Regions from separate parts of the Mus musculus genome. Here region 2 is linked to region 1. The links are chromatin contacts, called in public promoter capture Hi-C maps. All regions are on one chromosome and are shown on one strand. Each heading gives the region's core, a stretch centred on a gene start, on an enhancer-like site or on the middle of the called end of the contact. The rest is flanking DNA. Distances are from core to core; before and after follow the strand shown.

What was found. Capture Hi-C pulls out chosen DNA fragments and counts their contacts.
Region 2: a promoter capture Hi-C map of adipose tissue shows a contact between it and region 1. The contact joins the promoter of Kif28 here to the promoter of Ahctf1 in region 1. A contact is called at or near these places in 18 of 39 promoter capture datasets (the 3T3-L1 cell line, the HPC-7 cell line, HPC-7-derived erythroid cells and 11 more), 2 of 15 datasets of contacts at CTCF or cohesin (CD8 T cells and the NIH/3T3 cell line), 103 of 484 Hi-C or Micro-C datasets (the AML12 cell line, the C2C12 cell line, CD8 T cells and 61 more), 34 of 115 datasets of contacts at active chromatin or transcription factors (the 230-238 cell line, CD8 T cells, the HPC-7 cell line and 17 more) and 4 of 9 other capture datasets (adipose tissue, embryonic stem cells, liver and 1 more).

Annotation. Positions count from the first base shown.
Region 1 is chr1:179,802,055-179,805,818 of GRCm38.p6, forward strand. It overlaps Ahctf1 (AT hook containing transcription factor 1), which reads right to left and starts at 1,961. Exons shown (of 36, transcript NM_026375.2): 1 at 1,299-1,961.
Region 2 is chr1:179,743,664-179,747,254 of GRCm38.p6, forward strand. Kif28 (kinesin family member 28) reads right to left here and starts at 1,537. Exons shown (of 23, transcript NM_001370897.1): 1 at 1,454-1,537. The coding sequence starts at 1,537. Ahctf1 (AT hook containing transcription factor 1) reads right to left here. Exons shown (of 36, transcript NM_026375.2): 35 at 3,517-3,591; 36 at 1,241-2,865. The coding sequence ends at 2,670.

The DNA of each region.
Region 1 (3,764 bases), core at 711-3,210:
AACATTTTACTACTAAATTACTATGTGGTTCCCACCTGTAATCCCGGTTATTCCCTGGGCTGAGGCAAGGACAGAGAAAAATTCAAGGATCCCCTGGCTACAAAGTGATAAGTGTCTCTCAAGAGTAAAGAGCAGGTCCTCTCAGAAGCAGGTTCTGCGCCTAACATGTGCGAGGCCATCCTCAGAACCACTAAAACTACAAACTAAATCACGGAATGTAGTCTCCCCATAGCACAAACATCACCGCTTGAAATAGGTAAATTCACCCAACAACGTCTGTCTTCTGGGAGGCTGACAGTTAAAGACAGTTCTTAAAGCCCACAGATTCTTTAGTATATCAAAAACCAAATTATATTTTCTTCTAAAGAATCCACGCTCTTTAAAAAATGTCTCCAACTGTCTATTAAAAAAAAAAGCACCCAAACTCAGCGACTTGGTTAGATCTCAGTGGCGGGGCTCGAGCTTAATAAGCTCGAGGTGGTAGCTTCGATCACTGGCATCAAAAATAAACAAAAATAACAACGCTCACTTTCCTATAACAACACACCTCTAAGAATGGCTGCCGTTTGCTTTAGGAACCGAAAAATCACAAGATCCCATGCTGGGGACACAACTCAAGTGGTGGAGCGCTTGCCTGACATGTGTGAGGACCTGGATGTGATTCTTCACGGTACCAAAAAGAAAGGTTCCACAAAGTCAACAAAAACCACCTGTCTCAAAAGGACCATGTGTGTACCTATCAATTCAAAAAGCAGAGTCGACTCTCCAAAAAGTCAACCAAAGGCAAAAGTCATGGGCCTTACAGCTCGCAGATGAGCTCCGGACACGGTTCTCTTAGATGTCCTGGACCAGATCCACTCAGCCCTGTGGCCCGCTTCGCGAGTGAAACTTTTTCCCCCGCCCAGGACTCACCCGAGCCAAGCACAGGACCATGTGGAGCTCACGCCAACGCCGGAGAGACTCGGAGCGCCCGCGGCTGTCCGCGGGGAACGCCCCACAAAGGTCTCCATCGCTCCGCTACACCCTGACGGCCCGGGGTCTCGAGTCAGACTCGTCCCGGGGGGCGGAGATCCCGCCCGCGGGCGCGGGAGACGAGCCCGGAGGCTCGACTCTGCGGCCATGTGCCGGCACCCGCCGCCAGGGTTATGTAACTAACGCCCGAGCGCTGGAACGAGCCGCACCGGTCGCGGCTCGCGGACGCCGCTTCCCCGCGAGGCGGTGCGCCCGGCCTAGGCCCCGGGCCTCGCCGCCCCGGCCGCCCCGCCCTCGGCGCGCGGGCCTGCGGTTCCCCACCCTACCTGAGCCCGCGGGCCAGGCCGCCAAGGGCCCCGGCGTCGCTGCTTCCGTGCGGTCCGTCACAGCATCTCCCGGGAGACACGGCCCGGCGCGCGCCCCGGGCCCGCGGAAGCCGCTTCTCGCTCAGTCTCTCGCCGGTCCCCTCAGGCCCCGGGTGCTCCTTCGCCCAATCCCGGCTTCGAACTCGTCCCACCGCCCGCGCCGCGTCCTCCCCGCTGGCGACTCGACTTACTGGGCTGGCACCGCTCGGGCCGCGCTCTGCGCATTACCCCGGGCGCACTGCCCGAACCCCACACACACAGCCTCTCCGCCCAGGGAAGGATCGTGGCCAGGGCGGGGATCCGATCGCAGATCGCGCTGCGGGGCTCGGACTTCTCGCGAGGGTTCCGGCCTCTGGCGCCGACTCCGCGGGAATTTTCAAACTTTCCCTACTAGGCCTTTCGCAAAGGGAGAAAACCGAGACGACGCCGGGAAGAAAGATTCATTTACGTACAGCAGGGTCTCTCCGCCTCCTAGGAGCAGATAGGCGAAAGACTACAAGTCCCATAGGGCTTTGTGCGCTGGGCGTAGTGTAGGGCGTGTCCGGCTTTGCGGAGCAAGGGCCGGCCTAATCTAGTGGCGGTTCCTGCTGGCAGCCAAGCGATAATCTTTCCGTCTATGACTGCTGCTCTTGCCTCCGTTTTTTCCGTTCTGTGCTCCAACTCTTCAAGGAAACGCACACACACACACAAAACCCAGACTTACTGAGAAACTCTTACTCTCATTTTTTTTTTTTTCTCAAAAAGCAGAGAGTTCAGGTCGCCTAGCCTAATCTTTTGTCATATATCTGACGCTGGGTAATTCTGCTGGCAGAGCTTCGTGCTTGGCATGCACGAAGCTGTAGGTTCCATTATGCCAAACCTATGTTTTCTTTTCGATTTGTTAGTATTGAGAGACGAGGAGTTGGGCAGACCCTTAGTAGACAAACAGGGACATGAGCCATGGCGAATTTCCAAGATGGCCAGCTTTTTTTAACCTCCTGATTTGAGACAAAAACCTGGCAAGCTTTTATCATCTACCTGCAGGTCACCTGCTGATGGACTGGTTCAATAAGTTCAAAGCCTGATTAGAACACGTTACACAACTGTAGTGGACCGATCAACCATCCATCCTTTCTGCCTTCAAACTGACCAACACTAAAGTAGGTCAGGGAGGTTTTAGAGGTTTTACAACCCCCAGGCCTCAAGAAGAGACTGGATTTTTCAGCTTCTCAAATCCCCTCTCTGTTTTGTAGAAGGTCTTTTTCTCTGTGTGTTTACTGCCTGCAATAAACGCCTTTTTAACTGCTAATTCTGCTACTGCTTGTTGTGCTTTGCCTTTTAACTCTTCTAGTCTTAACAGTTCTTTTTTTTTTTTTTTCCTTTCAGTTTGTTCTAGACATGGTTTCTCTGTGTAACAGCCCTGGCTATCTTGGAACTCTCTTAGTAGATGGGGCTGGCCTCAAACTCACAGAGATCTTCTTGCCTCTGTCTCCTGAGCCGTGGGATTAAAGACCTGAACCACCCTTTCATTCTTTTAACTATCAGTGAAAACAGATCCAATCAAGATCCCTAGACTGTATCATTTCTAGACTGTATCATTTCTAGACTGTATCATTTCTAGACTATCATTTGGAGCTCATCTTTGGGCTTTCTTCTGTAGACTATCAGTATCTCTCTTTGAAGCTAGACCCAGCACCAAAGAATTTTCAAACAAATGAAATAGAATGTGTCTTTATTACTGAGTTGTAAGAGCACAGGCAGAATCAGGAGGATCTCTGTGCGTTCAAGATCAGCCTGGTCTCCATAGTCGTTCCAAGGCTACATAGAGAAACCCTATCTCAAACAAACAAACAAACAAACAAACAAACAAACAAACAGAAGGGGGAAGAGAGAAGGAGAAGACATTAGTAGACTGCTTTAATCAGGAAAGCCTGTCTCTACTACTCTCTCTCTCTGCACAATTTTTGAGATAAAGCTGCCTCTTAGAAATAAACTGTTTATCTTTGTGACTTTTTCTTTATTCACTGCAAGATGTAAAAGTGTGCTAGTTTGCGCAAGGTATTATTCTAAATTGTGAGAGGAAGAAGTTAGACAAGATTTTGCAGTAAGTGTTGTGTGGTCTGGTTCTGTTTTGCTGGTAGTGAATGGGGTGTGTGAAGACTGTCTCATGTGCACCATTGGCCTTAAACTCAGTGTGTAACTGAGGATGACAGTCAGGGCTGGGGTTACAGGCATGCACCCCTTTCCCAGTTTTAGGTGGTTCTTAGGATCAAATTCGAGGCTTCATGAACGCTAAACAAGTACTCTACCAACAGAACTACATCCCCCATCCCTCTTTCTTATGAACTAATTTTCTGTTTTCAAACAGAAAACCTGCCTTTGTCCTACACCCATGTTAGTTTCCATCCCTGCCTGCCTTCCTCTTCTGTCTATATTCCCATCCTTTGG
Region 2 (3,591 bases), core at 287-2,786, 59 kb before region 1:
GGACTGTGTATTCATCCATCATATGTACTCATGAGGGTACGAGCTGGTGGCATCAAGATTCAGGATCCTGGATATCTCAGACATTCCTTGGAGGTGAGTAGCAGGTAAAATCCTTTCAGTTCTTGACCTGGTATGTGTGTGTTTGCTTGCACAAGGGTTGCAAGGTACAAAGTGCAAACTTCTCATTTCCTGTATGGCAAAGATGTAATTTGCAGAACTCTCACATGATCGAAAGCTTCTCCTTCCACACCTAGTGTGATGACTGGGCCCACCACAGAGCTGATGGGAACGAGCCACATGGCATTAGCATAGTCTCACACTGGGACATTGCCTGCTCCAGGAGCTCTCTGTACCTCCTACCAGGGGGTGACAGTGAAGTTTGCTGCCACCTGCAGATGCATAAATTGGGCTCTCAGGCAAGGAGAGAATAGAACCCAAGTCTTTTGCAATAGCCAGTGCTCTTACACACTGCACCCTCTCCAGCTGCCTGGACACTTCTCTTTAGCTCTAGCACTTTCTAGCAGTCATAGAGTAACAAAACTTCACTGGTCACAGTGGGCAAAGACAAGCGTGCTATAATGGAAAGGGGGATAGCAGGTTCCACTGGGAACACACAGCACAGCTCTCTACCTCTGTGGCAAGCTTCTTACAGAACAGCATCCTCTCTGGAACCTGTGGAAGAGCTTAGTTCCAGTTCTTCTGACTTGAGTGGTATGCAGAGTGTGCCCATGTATGCTAGGTAGATGGGGCACAGCCAAGGGGAGGAGGCAGCCTTGCGCATGAGATCTCATGAGCAGTGTTTCCATAAAACTAACATGTAAGTGCACACTGGCACGTTCTCATTATGTGACTGAAGTCTGGTCAGGAACATGACTCTGCTACCTTAGCTTTCTATGTTGGGATCACTGACGTGTCCACATGTGGCAAGACTTACTTTTAAGATAAACATTTCTTGGTGTTTCATGTAGTGCAAGCTGGCCTTGAATGTACAACATAGCCAAGGATAAAAACTGAGCTTCTAGTAGGTTGCCTCGCCTCAAGCTGGCATTCCACACATCTCTGTGCCTCATTTCATAGAGTGCTGATGAGCTACCCTAGGGATTCATGCACGGTAGGCAAGCACACTTACCAACTGACATCTCTGCCCCACACCGACATGCAGTAAAAACAGACACCGCACATCTCTATTTAGCAAACTGCACTGGTTAAATAATTATTAACTTGACAGTATTTCTCTTGTCAGTTTTTTTTATTGTGCTACTTGTACCAAGGAATGAAATTAAATGTTTACTAAATTATGCTTAGAGCTTTTGTGAATCATTTGACAAATCCATTTAAATAAGTTTAATATTTCATAAATGACAAGCAGCTTAAATACAAATTCAGAAACTATTATTAAAAAATTAATAAAATCAGGCAGTAATTGTCAGCAAGGCAATGAGCATGGACTGACCTGGCTGAACGGCCGCACCCGGACGGCCACTCTCACACTGTCCGATCTCGGCACAGGCACTCTCCCCATTTTCTCATTATCCATGATGCTACTCGGTAGAAAAATAACACACAAAGCACACTGCTCACGAAAACATCCAAAGCTTAGCTGACAAAGTCTGCTTTTAGGTATCAATTATTAAGCGTCCATTCATTACACACTATCAATTACCTGTCATAAATTATTTGACAACACTTATTTATTGATGAACATCATGGCTTCCATCAGGCGCCATTACCAACGGTACACACGCTGCAGAAAAGAGGGTTCCTTTCCTCTTTTCCGACATCTGCTCACACTCTTCCATTCTCTGTAACCTGTGCCTGAGGTTCTGTGGCAGTTACCAGTTTAAAACCTGAATACTAGAGAGGCTCCTGTGACGAAGTCGCAAGCTCTTTCACAGCATGGGAAGTCTAAACCTTGTCGGCTCCTCTTCTCAGCAGCAGGCACACGTCGGTGCACTGTTTTATTTCTTTCTTCAATCCTTCCATGAGGTTGCTAGGAAGCAGTGAAACCGGTCAATCTAACCTGGATAATTAAGTCTCTGAACTGAGAGACAAGATAGTCCTTAAGTTACTGAAGAGAACTGCTAGCTAGGAAACCGATGCAGTACTGGAAAATTACTCATTTGAGGTAGATTACACAACATTTGTAAAACTACAAAAAGGCAAAATCACATGCCCACAATTCAAATTCAACACAGTATCAGGCAAAGCCCAATGAGCACAGGTACTGACCAGAGATCCGAGGAACAGCATCAAAGTGCATACATTATAAAACAGCAATGTTAAAAATAATCAATAGTTCATCGCCCTCATTTTAAGACAGTTCTAGTATCTTAACTGTAAAGAAAGGATATGAACATATGTCCAGTAGCATATAAAATTACAACTCAAACAGAAAGCTCCTCTCAAAAATCTACCAGACACACAGTGTACTTTACAGTAGTTTATTTAACCTCCCAATGATAAGTCATATTTACATTGATATAAACGCATCAAGTCGTATAAAACGCCTGCACTACAAGAACTGCACTCCATGTGGAGTTACTCATTTACTGCTTACAAAATTGTACAATTTATATAAAGTATTTCCATCCAAATTGGTGACTTTAATAATCCACACAAATACTGTTGACTTTTACAAACAGGTGCGTGTTAAAATCTTGGGCTAAAAATTACAGCATTTTCCTGCGTAAAATTTGCTTTGGAAAAGAAGATGGCTTCTTTCTGCCCCTTCCAAGAGTTTTTCCTGCTATTTCTGCAGTTTTTCTTGGCTTGCCGGTCTTTATTTCATCCACTGGACTCGCCAAGGGAGAAACCAGCTTAATTTCTACAGGAGGAGGTGACCAAGAACTTCCTTTTCCTGTGTTTCTGAAAGAAAGATACAGTCAAGTAGGAATGGGCACAAAGTGCTGTCTGGTCAAGTGCTTCTCTCGCAGAGACCTGGAGAGTGGACTTGCAGGCAGGGTTAAGGCCTCACCACCCACCGCGTCCCCATGTGTGCCGGGGGGCATACTCAGCCACAGATATGTCTAAAATTCTGCAGTTACAAGGATGGCCCACGTACCTATAGTCAGCTCATGGGATGAGAGCCAGCAGACCCACGAATTTATAAACAGTAGCAAGTGGCATGAACATATACAAAGGCAGTGTACATGTGAGCGGTGCCAACTGTGTCGCGTTGAAGGAATTTGTACTTTCATTTGTCAGCCAAGCCTAAGCACAGCCTGAGAGTCCTGCTACACAAAGGCATCTCACATGGACATATTTACCACACATGCAGTAATACTGCTAAGTAGTGAGACAGCTGTGGGACTTAAATTAATGAAGAGGTAGACTATCTTCTCTTCCAACCACGCCAAGTGGACAATAAACTGTATGTCTTCACTCTGTGGCGAATGTTAACTTCAAGTGCTGAACTCCACAATGTCAAGGCTAGGCTTGTGTGAGAAGTGGTCTCACCCTTTCTAGCACCCTCTTGGCTCCAGGGGATGAACGGAAGATGGGGCTAGTGCTGCTTACCTGCTTGCTCTTGTCTTCACAGTCCTGCTTCTTTTTGGTTTTTGTTCTATGATCTCTAATGGTTTAGGGTCACTC